2 separate regions of the Bos taurus genome follow, and region 2 is linked to region 1. A link is a contact called in public Hi-C data. All regions are on one chromosome and are shown on one strand. Each heading gives the region's core, a stretch centred on a gene start, on an enhancer-like site or on the middle of the called end of the contact. The rest is flanking DNA. Distances are from core to core; before and after follow the strand shown.

Region 1 (6,430 bases), core at 1,700-4,199:
ATGAGAAGTGAAAAATAATCTTAAGTTGAAGATACACGTGTGTGGCACTCACAAACTCTGTGTCTGCCACGCACACATATGTACACGTGCAGACGCTCGGTAAACTCAGCCTCAAAGGACAATTCAAGATAAGAAAGTGTAAGAAACCACAGATGCAGAAAAAACAGTCAGATTCAAATGGAAAAGGATACTTTGCTTCACTCTGTGGATTAGATGACTGATGCCAAGAGACCCAGGAAACTAAAGGGTCAGTGGCCACGTCTGAAGCTGAGCGGTCCTTCAGATGACCTTCAAGAGAGGGGCTGTGAGAGGGGGGACCATGGCCAGGACACATCTCCAAGGTGCCCTGTGAGCTGCGGTAACACGGCACACTGGGGAACGCCCACGTGTAGTGTGTGCGGCCACGCCTGTAACCTGAGTACACGGGCACGCTGGGCACCATTGTTTTCTGGGCACCCAGGGTGCAAGCCTGGCGTATTGAGCTGGGGCACTCACATGTGCAGGTGGGAAGAAAGTGATTTCCACTGCACATCCTTTTGGTCCAGCTGGCTGATTTTTACCACTTCTTATCATTTACTAATGCAAAAAAAAAAAAGGGGGTGGGGGGAAGTTCCATGGAACAATGCCAAAGAGATCTCTCCATACCTTTTTCTGATAAACACCCTCAGATACAAGCCTCAGGGGAGCTTGGGACATCAGCTGAGGGTGCAGAGTGTCCTGACTGGAGTGTAGATGTTGGTCTCCTGTAATGACCGATGTGTCTCACTGGCCAAGTACTCTGTTGGCATTGGGAACACTCCAGGCTTGTGGCCAAGGTCTCTTGGCCAGTAGCAGTTCTAACCCATCCCTTCACGGTGAAATGATAAAATTGGGTTGGCAGAATGGTTTCTGAAATGAGAACGGTGATGAATGCCCACAGTTGTCAGTCTTTAAAAGAAATTTGTCATATTATACACAGAATTAAATCCATCCTCCATTAAAAGTATGACAAAAAGAATTAATTCATTTTCAATGTAATGACTTAAGCAAGCAGATCTTGCATAACAATGAGGGTTTCTGAACTTCTAATGAACTGTTTAAAGCGTTCAAGCTGAATTTGGTTCTCTGATAATAATTTCTAAGATCCAAGACTCCCCAGTTGGATGGCATTGCCGATTCAATGGTCATGAACTTGGGCAAATTCCAGGAAATGGCGAGGGACAGGGAAGCTTATTGTGCTGCAGTCCATGGGGTTGCAATGAGTCGGACATGACTTGGCAACTGAACAATGAAAAACAACAAGACTCCCCTAAAGGAGCTGTTTGGTGAGACACTGTCCAAGGGAACTGGTCTGGAGACAATGAACACAAGTGAAAAACTCAGGGACTGTGGCAGGCTGCTTTATCTGTGGCCCCCATGGTGGCCTTACTCCCTGTTGATCTGGAGGCTGCCCATGTGGTTGTTCAGGGTGAGGTATTAACAACCATGAGCTTGCTAAGTGCCATTGTGTTGGGGTCTGTGTTCCTGGGACACTGTTTTGTGGAAGTCACCTGCCATGTGCCAAGGCCAGTGGCCTGAGGCCACCTGCTGTCAGGAAGCCCAAGCTGCCCTGTGGTAGGTCACACGGAAAGAGCTCTGTGCCATCAGCTCTCGGCTGGGTCAGCTGGTCTGGCCGAAGCCCCACAGCCCAAGTGTGTTAGTTGGAGGGAAGGACTGCCCAGCTGAGCCCAGGTTCAAATTTTTACTGTTGCTCAAGCTGCTAAGTTTTGAAGCATCTTGTGCAGCTTAGGCAAGGGCTGGGGGTCCGAGGTGAGAGGCACCTGGAGAAAAGGGAGCAGGTGCAGGAAATAAATGCACCAAGAGTGATCATCTGTTATCGTAAGGCGGTCAGAACTCTGCTTGCTTCACAAGGACTCTCTGGGTGACAGCGTAGCCAAGATCCATGTGACTCAAGTGTGGTCCCCACACCGTAGCGCTGACGTGCTCTGGGAGCTTGTTCATTTCTTAGAAAACCCCAGACCTGGGGCCCTGCCACGAGGAGGTTCATGTCTCAGAGGCCTGGGTTCTGGGGTTGTGAGCCCCGGGGTTGCCACACTCTCAGCAGTGAGCAGGTCATGATCATCTGCATGCAGATGGATTTCAAGATGTCCATCTCCCTGGAGACCTTTGCGAAGGAGTGATTCATCCACTGAAGGTCTCACAACACCACCCCCCACACACCCCCCGAATAATCAGCCTTCACGTTCCCAACCAGAAGCACACGTTTCTAGGTCATGTGGCCATCCTCAGAAAAGATCAGTAAGAGGGGGCTTTGTTCACTGCCAGTGCAGAGGCACTGTGTCGGCCGGGAAGGTGATGACCTGTGAGGGGCCTTGGGGAGGCGGGTAGATGGCGAGGGTTCCACGTCTCTGAGCCGCTGGTCACGCAATGGAAAGGCTGGCCCAGTGGCCCCTGGAAGTCTCATCGCTGGTCAGAACCCAGAGGCCAGGCCCTGCCCCTGCACCGGGGGCTGGGGTGGACCCGAGACTGGGCCTGCAATCTTGACAGGCAGTTCCGGGACCATCCTTCCTAATGTAACCTGAGCAGTAAGAAGGAGTGTGCTGTGAACCGGCAAGGCGAGATGGAAACAACCCACAACCCCGCTGCCGAGCAGTGTCCCCTGATGTCTGCCATGTGGACACTCTGACCAGCACAGACTCCAAGCCGCCAACAGCTTAACCACCAGCTCCCTAAACCTAGCCTGTCAGAGCCTGGGAACCTCGGTTGGATGCTCACAGAGGGGTGGGGGTTGGTGGGGGTTGAGGGGTGTTGAGGGACTGGCCCACCCCCTTCCCCTCCTGACCACAGCTGCCGGGCAGATGGGATGAAGGCAACCGAGGCTAAACTCCCACCCAGGCCCGGGATGGGTGTCTGGGATGGAGCCCGGGGCCCCGGTGGCCCTGGCCTAGGGAAGATCCCCGGCACATCTTTTCCCAGAGCTCTAGCACCACCTGGTGGCGGGGTTCCCAAGTCCGGGTGCATCTGGGATCCAGATGGTACCAACTTGGGCATGTCCTGGGTGAGCTCGGATCAGCGGGAGAGGGTCCCAAATAAGTCCCAGGAGGCCTGTGCCCCCTGCCCAGCCTCAGGTCCCACTGCCTCACTGCTGTGTCCTACAGGCGCATTTCTGGGGAATGTATCAGAGTGAGGCTGTTGTCCCAGGCTCTGCTTTACAGGGACAGAAATTGAACCCAGTCTTGGTCCCCGCTTGTGCCCCTGTGCTGCCTCCCCTCTCCCCAGTGGTGATGTGGGGCGTAGGGTCCAGTGTCCTTGCCCTGGCCAGACATCCGGGCCTGAGCACCCCGTCCTGCGGCCTGACCCGCCTCAGGCAGGATGAACTCCAAGAGCCGGGCAGCAACAGCCCTGATCATCCTGAGAGCCCAGGGTTAGAAAAGTGACCAAAACAGGAAAGTTTTGCTTTCTACAAACCTTTTAACATCTTCTCCAAATCCAAAATTCCCATATATATATTTATTATAATATTAACATGCAACATATTCATATATTATATAAGGTTTCCCAGTGGCTCAGTGGAAAAGAATCTGCCTGCGATGGAGGACACACGGGAGATGTGGGTTCAATCCCTGGGTCAGGAAGATCTCCTGGAGAAGGGAAATGGCACTCCACTGCAGTATTCCTGCCTGGGAAATTCCGTGGACAGAGGAGCCTGGCAGGCTGCAGTCCATAGCATTGCAAGGAGCGCTCTGTACCCTGTTACCTGCCCTGAAAGGGGCGCTCTGCCTGCCTTTTGTTCCATTTGGCACGTTGGCTGTTTGGCTGTTGTCGGCCATCAGGGACTCTAAAGCCACCTGAGAAAAGCCCCTGTGATGTTTGGACCAAGAGATGTGACATAAGGGGGGCCAGCAGAGGCTGAAGGGTGAACTGCTGCCCCCGGCCTGTAATGCCTTCCTCACCCAGTGTGTCCCCACAGGCTTTGAGCTCAAGCAAAGTCATCCTTGGAGACACACCCGTTGTTTCAGTTGCTATGGCTTCACAACAAACCAGCCCAGGCCTCAGCAGTTTTAAACAACAGTGTTTGTTGACCTTGAGCATGTGAGTCAGGAATGTGGACAAACACAGCGCTCTGCACATGGTCTCCAGCTCCGAGGTGGAGGGGGCCGGCCCCCATGTGGAGGCCATGCCCCAGGAGAGAGAGGCGGCTTAGCCTCGGACGTCAGCATCATCTCCTGTGAGGGGCACTGAGGTCGGATGCATTTCACAGCTGCCTTTAGAAATTCATCATCCAGGCCTCCGTTTCACAGAGATGACCCCAGCAGCTGTGCAAACTGGACACTCAGGGACCATGTTGCTGGGCTGGGATGGAACAGGCTGGGGCCAGGGACTATGCAAAGGGAGGACCCAGGGTGTCTTGGAGAGGCCTCGGCCCACCCAGGCCCTGGCGATACCCCAGGGGGATACCAGGGGGATGACTGGAGGCTCCAGGCAGGGGAGGAAGTGGATCTTGGTGATGAAGGGCCCCCTGTTGCTTGTGGATCATCAGTCAGCCAGTGGCAGAGGATGAAGAAAGGGAGTGGGTAGGGAGGGAACCACACCACCAAGATTGCAGCCAAGCTCTGTAGCTGGACGCAGGCAAGAGGCAAAGTTTCCATCAACCCCGTCTCTTAGCCCAGGGAGTCTCCCCACACCAAGAGCCATTCAACAGTGAGCCTGAGGCCTTTCTGCTGGGAGGACAGACTGGGGCCTCTAGCAGCCCTGTTGGGTGGAGAAGGCTGAGGCTCTCCTACTTGTCTGGCGTCCAAGGAGATGGTCATCTCTCAGATGAAACTTGGGTGGAGGTAGGGTTCCTGAGACTACAATCTCCCCCGCTCAGATGTGGCTCCCAAAGCTAGGGTTCAGGGCTTTTTCCTGAGATGGGACAATAAACATCCCAGGATTTCCGCCCCCCACCCCCATTTTTCCCTTCCTTCAGGAAGCCCTCCATGACTTCCTGCAAACAGGGTTCCGGCCTCTGCCCTGAGCGCCCACTGTTTCAAGGTGAGCATGTGGTCAGGTCCTCCAGGCACTAAGTGCTGTCTGGTCCACAGCGGAGCCCAGACCCCCGCACAGGCCTTGCTGGGTGGAGAGTGCAAGACTGTGGTTACCATACCACAGTATGGGGGCGGGGTGCTGGGCGTGAAGGGTGTTGTGTCCTGCACACCGGAAGGGAAGGGGTAACGGCACGTGTTGGGAGCCCGTCTGAGCCCTCGGCCCCTGGCTCTGGTCCTGTGGGCAGGAACACGCTCATCCACGTCCACCCAGGGACAATGGGGCTGCGGGCTTGGTGGCTGTTACCCCAGCGCGTGGGAAGGAGGCTTACGTAACTTGTAACCTCAGCAGGGCAGACCCTGGTGGGGAGAAACTGTGGCCTGGGTTCGGAGGAATAGCTGGGCTGTTTCCTCCTGGGGGAGCCCCATTCCTGGGCCAGTTGCTGCTACTTACAAGGGTACCAACCTGCCTGGCTCTTGCCCTCGCACCCACTGTCCCCACAAAGAGCTGCCCTGCTGGAGCCATGGGCATGGCTTCGGCTTCCCAGTTGGAGTCTGGGGTCCAGGTGACTCCTTGGAAGCCCCACCTGCATCCTCAGTGTCACCCTTTGATTCTGGTCTCCTCCTCCTGGGGTTCCACACGCCCAGGCTCACTGCCATCGTTTGAGGGGGTTTTCTGGGGCTTAGCTTCTCTTTCCACTTGTTATGCATCCTCAGGTGACTAAAAGGGACTCTGTCTTGGAGCGGGTTTTGTTCAAACAGAAGGTGACTCTTGTTCGTGATGGAGAGATGGGGGCACCAGCATGACCTTGAGGCGGCAGTTTGGAGGCTGAGGTAGGGGCAAGAATGCTGGTGGGAGGCGGGAGGAAGATGGGGGCATGTTAATACAAGAGGGCTTCTGAGTGCACCCCATGCCCCCAGTGCTCAGGAGGCTGGGAGCAGAGTCAGAACTCCACCCTCAGGGTCAGCCTCCACCTAGCACCCAAGCCCCGAGCTGAGCCCAAGAGGCTGGAAAGGAGCCTGTGTGAGCCACAGCCCTCTCTGGACATGGCTCGGGGATGTTTGGACTCTTAATTAGTGTGAATGTTCTTTAATCATCCTTAGATGGAGCTCCTGATGAGGGTTGCCATGGCCACAGGGCTCTGGTGAGTAAAGGGCCCTCCACACTTTCACATCAGTCACCTCACCCATGTGGAGCTCAGGCAGCTCTGCTCCGAGCCTTGGGCGCCTCCAGGAGCTCCTGGGAGCTCCTCCTTCTGTGGCACCCGAGGTCCCTGGGTGCTCCTGGTAGGAACACATCACCACAGGCTACCACATGGTGTGTCCTCTGGGCCCTCCCAGTAGTACCACCGGGGGCGGTGGAAGAGGAAGCAGGTTCACAGAGGGCCAGTGACGTACCCAAGCCCAGTGATGACTGTCCACGCCCT
Region 2 (6,430 bases), core at 1,607-4,106, 140 kb before region 1:
TCTTGCAGTAGGGGCGGGCAGGGGGCTGGGCAGGGCTGGCCAGCCGCTCTTATCACTCCGCAGCGGCAGTTAGAGGCCCTGCTGCTCCACCAACAGTCAGCTTGCAGCTGTCCCGGGTGGTACAGAGCACAGTGAGAGGTGGATTGTGGCCTTCTTCCCTGGGCCCTCCTGGCCTTCCAGTCTCGTGGTGGTGGGTTAAGCCTGGGGCCATAGGGACGGACTGAGAACTGTGTCTGGCAGAGTCCTCACCTCGGCTGCCCACCACCGATCCCAGGCTCTAAGCGGCAGCAAACCTCTCCCCCATCCCACCTCCAAGACCTGATGGCAGCAGCTGTCTCCATGGGTCGCCATTTGTGGAACCCCGCCCCACTATGGGTGGCTTGAGGAGCCTGAGTTGCCATCTGGGGCTGGGTGGGATCTAGGGACCAGGCTGTGAGGGGCTGCCTGCTGAGATCTGTCTCTTCAGTACACCATGCACCGATGAGAGGACCCAAACTGGATGCTGGACAATTGCTCCTAGGCAGGGTAACTGGCCTGCACAGGGACCCCTCCTCTTACCAAGGACCTGGGCCTCGCAGGGCAAAAGCTGAGCCTTGGGACCTCGAACCCGTAAAATGAGGGGTAATCATGTTGTTTTGCTTAAGAGGTTTGTTATGTGTTAACAGCTGCAAGGAGGCATGGAGACAGAATTAAATGACTCCCCTTCCCTTTCTGGTCAGAACAGATACTAACGTTTGTTTTGGTGGAGGTTTATAGGAACATCATGACTTGACCATGAGCTGACCTCAAGAACAAAGGCTCTGACAACATGAAGTCTGCAACAGCTACCCCACCCCCCCGTCTACCTTTCCAAGAAAATGGCTTTGCTGAAAAGTTTTGGGGAGTTCAGGGTTTTTAAGGCATGAGCCTCCTCCCTCCTTGCAGGGCCCTGCAATAATCCTTTCTCTGCTCCAGACTCAGGTGTTTTGGTGTTGGTTGGCCTTATGTGGACTTGTGTTTGGTAACATTCTCTGCAGGGGTCTCTAGGGCCTGCCTCTGTGGCCTCTCAGGGCCTGGGCTGAGTTGGAGCAACACTGCTCATCCTCTTGTGGGGAACAGATCCCTCCTCTTGAGGGGGAGCCTCTCACCTATAGAGCAAATGCCTGGGAGTTTTCACCCACTGCTCCAGCATCTGTAGTCATCTTTGAGACCCCCGGCAACACTTAACGGTCTTTCTCTATTTTAGTTTTATTATTTATTCTATTAAAAATGGTGATTCAGGGAATTTCCTGGCAGTCCAGTGGTTAGGAATCTGTGCTCTCACTGCATAGGACCCAGGTTCAATCCCTGATTGGGGAACTAAAATCCTGCTGGCTGTGTGGCGAGGCTTAAAAAAAAAAAAAAGTGATTCAGGCCAAGTGGTGAAGCAGAAATTGAGGTGGGAGTGGGGTTGCTGCCCAGCATGTGTTTATTTCTTAGGGCTCAGCATCCTCATATGTTCCACTTGGGAGCTGAGAGTGGGCAGGACTTGATAGCACCAGATAATTTTTAAATTAAGTAGAAAAATGCAGGTCAAGCACTTGGCACAGAGCAGTGCCCATGTGTAAGTGCTAACTCTTCTCATTGGATCCCAGCCCCCCCAGCCTTAAAAAGCAGGTACCACGTGCAAGCAGGCAAGTGCACGCAGGCGCACAGGAGAGGGGGCACACACACACACACACACACACACACACTGGGGCTAACAGCAGAAGTTCCTCTTACAGCTAATGGGATGGAACTCAACCAACCAACTTTCAGAATTCCCCTTTCCCTTCTGTTTATCTTATTTATTATGTGTTTAGTTTGTGGGTGTTGTGATATTCGAGTCTGGCTGAGGCAAGTTTCTGTGGCTTCCCTTCTATCTTTCCTGGCTTGATAACTGGGACACAGCCTCCATTCCAGGGCTCCCTGGGTACAGCTGGGAGAGACAGATATCATGCGTTTCCCTCCCCCCAGGGCTGCACGAGAATAAATGAGTTGGTGTCTGAAACTTGCAGCCTGCGAGGGACACCCAGGGAGCTCAGTAGCCGGGCTGGTGTAGGCACAGAGACGTTTAAGGAACTCACCGGAGGTCAGAGAGCTAGAAACGCCAGGTTTTGAACCCAGGACACAGAAGCTGCAGCAGCGGGCCAAAAACCCCGGGCGTTTGCTTCGCTGCCACAGGAATGCGGCGGACCCTAGACCACCACCCTGGGTACCCCCACAGCCTCTTGGGCAGAGGATCCCACTTAGTCCACGGAGCGGGGGTGCTGCTTGTGTGTGTATATTTTGGCGGGGGTCCGGTGCAGGCAGACCTGCGGGTTCCTTCTCCAGGGCGCACGAAGAAAAGAATGCCTTCGGCCTCTGAGATGCTGAATGGACCTAACTGGTGGTTCCCCGGCTCTGCGGTCGCTCCCGCGCCCGGGAGAGCCTGCGTCCCCGGGTTCCCAGTCTTTGCGGTTCCCCGCGCCGCGAAGCCGTCGGAGCTGGAAGACGCACCGGTTGAAACGCCGGCAGCCCGCCCCGGGACCCCGTACCCCGGGCTCCGGGAGGCCCCCCTTCCCCAGCTGCTCCCCTTCCCTTGGCGCCCGGCTCTGGAGCCCGAGGGGAGGAATTGGGAGGGGCGGGGCGGGGGCAGGGCCTGAGGGCGGGCCCGGGGCGTTGGCCGGAGGGGCGGGGCGTTGGCGGAGTCAGGGAGGGGCGCGACCGCGCGAGGACCGGGAGCGGGAGCGGGATTGGGCGAGGGCCGGGGCGGTGGCATGGGGGCGGGGCCTTTGGCGGGGCGGGACCGGGGCGGGGCGTGGGCACGCGGGCGCCCGGTTGCCACAGGGCTCTGAGGCGCGGGACTCTGAGGCGCGATGGCGGCGCGCTGCTTGGGCCGCGGCGTCGGGCGGCTACTGGGCGGCCTCCGCGGGGTTGGGGTGCGGGCGCTGGCGGCCCCCCGGCTCTGGAGCAGCGCCTCCGCCTCCGTAGCGCCACCCAGCTCCTACCAAGAGCGAATCGCGCTTGCAGCTCGCGAGCCCGCCGCCTTCTGGGGGCCACTGGCGCGGGACGCTCTCGTGTGGGACACCCCTTACCACACGGTGAGCGACTGCGACTTCCGCAGCGGCAGGATCAGCTGGTTCCTGGGAGGCCAGTTAAACGTGTCTGGTGAGTGGGCCTGGGGACCGGGGCGCCCCAGCTCGCGCGGCCGGGGGACCCCGAGCCCAGCATGCGGTGGCTCCACACGCCCCCTCCTCGGCGCTCCGGCGTCGCTCCCCGGCAAGCGACGCGGCCACCCCGCCCCAACCCCTCCGGCCCGGCCCCGACTCCTCGGTCGTGGCTCGGGCTCCCCGGCGCCCCCCCGAGTCTAACGGTGGCCCCCACTGGCCCTAACACCGAGCGTGCCGCTCGTGGGGTGGAAGGCAAGGGGCGCGCCAGGAGCAGGACTTCCCGCCCGCGGGGCCGGCCGGCGACAGAACCGAAAAGCTTCTGGCCGTTGTCACCGCCAGGTGCCGGCCGGCGACCCGCCTGGGGAGCAGCCCTGCCCGTGTAAACAAACGGAGCCGCGCCGGGTGGCGGGGAGGAGGAAGCCGCGCCGGCAGCCGGAGTCAGCCCGCGGGCGGGCGGGCGGGCGGGAAGGAAGCAGTAGTGGGACCTCCCCTCTCTCAGTTTCACCTTCGCCCCGAAGACCCAGGGGCCCGGTCTTCCGAGGTCTCAGAAGCCAGCTGCATCCCCAGTCTGTCCTCTCTGGCCCCTACTGGAGATTGAATCCCCTACGGTTCTGTCCAGACTTGGGACTGGGGTTCACACTGCCAGCCATGCCCCCGGTCCGCCAGGGGCAGAAGGCCCAGCAACTGAGGGAAGGAGGAGGCAGGCTAGGTCTAGGGTGTGAGCAGCCAGATGGGGCGCGGTCAGAGGGGCTCAAGGAGGAAGGGGGTAATGGGATAGATGGGAGTCTAGGGGCTGTTTAAGGAAAGGTCTTCCTGACCAAGGCCTGAACTGGGTAGCGGGGTCTAAGTCTCCAGGTTCCACTTCTTTACTGGTCCAGTTTTTCTGTTCCTCTGAGTCTCAGCATCCTCCTGTGTAGACTGCTGCTACTGCTGCTGCTGCTAAGTTGCTTCAGTTGTGTCCGACTCTGTGCGACCCCATAGATGGCAGCCCACCAGGCTCCCCCATCCCTGGGATTCTCCAGGCAAGAACACTGGAGTGGGTTGCCATTTCCTTCTCCAATGCATGAAAGTGAAAAGTGAAAGTGAAGTCGCTCAGTCGTGTCCAACTCTTAGCGACCCCATGGACTGCATGCAGCCCACCAGGCTCCTCCGTCCATGGGATTTTCCAGGCAAGAGTACTGGAGTGGGGTGCCATTGCCTTCTCTGCCTGTGTAGACTAGAGGTCGCAATACCCACCTGAGGGGCTGGTTGTGATGACCAGGCACACAGGGTATGGAACAGACCCAGCACTTACTAGTGAGCAATAAGTGGTAGTGATTTTGACTTGTGAAATTTAGAAGTAGCCAGAGTTACAGGTAGTTTCTTGCAGTTATTTTTCAAGCAAAGATATTTAAGGGAACTTTGGACCAGACTTTTTTTTTATATATTGTATATTGCTTTGCTGATTTAATAAAAATGACTCAGTAGATAAGTGTCTTCTTTAGAATTGAGTCAGCAGAAAGTGTCCTTGGATTAGTGGGAGAAAAACTAAACCCTTAGGTTTGCAGGGTTGGTGGAATGCACCCTGGATTGAGAGAGCTGCGTGCAGGGGGAAGGGGTAGAAGGTTGCAGTTCCTTTAGAAGCTGCCTTGGACTTGGGCGACCTGAGGCTGCCAGGGACATTCAAGGTGAACTCGTGCCACCTTTCACTCTCAGATAAGAAGTGGGGAGTGGTGGTGGTGGTGTAATGACAGATCCAGTGCGACGGGCAGCCAGGGCCTTGTGAGCCCTACTCGGTCAGGTTCAAGGTCAGGGTTAGGGTGTGCAACAAGACACTCCTCTGCCTCTTTTTCTTCATTTATTTCTCCTTTATGGTTACCTTAGCCAGAAACTGAACTTCAGAAAACTGCCTTGTAGAAAAACAGCATTTCAGCCACATTCTCTCATCAAATGTGTATGTGACCCACTCATCTGTCAGAAATATCTCTGATGGTCACCAGTGTCTGTAAATCAGAGGTGATCATATGAAAAAGGACCAGACCAAGTCATGGCTATCCTGGGAGCCACTAGAAAAGTTGTGGGCTGGGGTGGGAGGGGGTGTGTTTTGGCATGCTCTGTCTGTGTGATGGTCGTGCGATGATGGCTTATTTCAAAGGAGCGTCACTTAAAACTCAGTTTGCCCCTTCAGGAAGGTCTGTACGTACAGTTTTCAAAGTGTGGTCCCTGGATCAGCAGCATCAGCAAGACCTGTGAACTTTGTAGAAACATCCTAGATGCCAGAGCCAGGAACCTGGGGGTGGATCCTCCAGGTGATCCTGATACACACTTAAGGTTGAGAACCACTGATCTGTGTCCAACCAGGGCAGGTGGGGCACCACTAAATGGGTGGGTTGGGATGAATGCCAATCTGTCTCTCTCAAACAAACAAAGAGTCCTTGGGTGGTACCGTACACTTCAGTGGTGCTGGGTGTGTCTTTGGAATCATCAGATCAGATCAGATCAGTCGCTCAGTCGTGTCCGACTCTGGGTTTGAATCCTTGTTTTCCCCTGACCATTTTTTTTTTCTATCTAAAGTCTTGCCAAGTGCTTAATTTTTTTAAATTCATTTTTTTAGTTGGAGTATAGTTGATTTACAATTGTGTTAGCTACACAGCAAAGTGAGTCAAGTATATATATACATATATCCACTCTTTCAGATTCTATTCCCATATAGGTCATTACAGAGTACTGAATAAAGTTCCCTGTGCTCTACAGTAGGTTCTTATTAGTTTACACTATTTTATGTATAGTAGTGTGTCTGTGTCAATCCCACTCTCCCAATTTACTCCTCCTGCCCTTCCCTGACTGTTCTTTGGTGCGTCTCCTCATTTGTAACGTGAGAACAGTGCGTAACTGAAATTCTGTTCCAGTTCCTATCCGTGCCATTTTCTTAGTCTCTCGGATTCCGTGGGTCAGGACTTTGGACAGGGCCTGACGGGAGTGGCTTGCCTCTGCTCCCCGCTTGTGGGACTCTAGTCATCTACCTTGCTCACTCCCAAGTCTGCGGCCTGGCCTGCAGGCAGGGCTTAGCTGGAGCTGTGGCCCGGAGCACCCACAAGGAGCTTCTCACAAGGTGGTGACTAGACCCAGGGCTGTTGGCTACCAGAGGTCCCAGAGACCAAGGCAGAAGCTGCTAGGCTTCTGACCAGCGGCAGGTGACCTGGGACTGCGTGTTAGCATTGAATGTGAAAATGCTTGTGAAGCACTCTGCACTGTCTTCAGAACATTCCTTGCACCCAATCACTGGCCTTTGTTATTTATTA

The links. A called contact is a pair of places that touch in the nucleus more often than the background predicts.
Region 2: a contact with region 1 is called in a Hi-C map of skeletal muscle, with 12 times the contacts expected there. The contact joins the promoter of ACSS1 here to the enhancer-like site in region 1. A contact is called at or near these places in 3 of 11 Hi-C or Micro-C datasets (liver, skeletal muscle and an unstated tissue).

The regions. Positions count from the first base shown.
Region 1 is chr13:42,526,945-42,533,374 of ARS-UCD2.0, reverse strand. No RefSeq gene overlaps it. Among named protein-coding and RNA genes, the nearest start is that of CST7, 45 kb to the left of the region's middle. Within about 2 kb of position 2,949, at least 16 of the 102 cell types and tissues checked have an H3K27ac peak or open chromatin away from gene starts, as enhancers often do. A contact at or near this core is called in skeletal muscle, where this site is marked.
Region 2 is chr13:42,662,841-42,669,270 of ARS-UCD2.0, reverse strand. ACSS1 (acyl-CoA synthetase short chain family member 1) reads left to right here and starts at 2,856. Exons shown (of 14, transcript NM_174746.2): 1 at 2,856-3,147. The coding sequence starts at 2,856. LOC112449375 (a long non-coding RNA gene) reads right to left here and starts at 3,166. Exons shown (of 3, transcript XR_003037951.2): 1 at 3,075-3,166; 2 at 2,313-2,483; 3 at 1,779-1,936.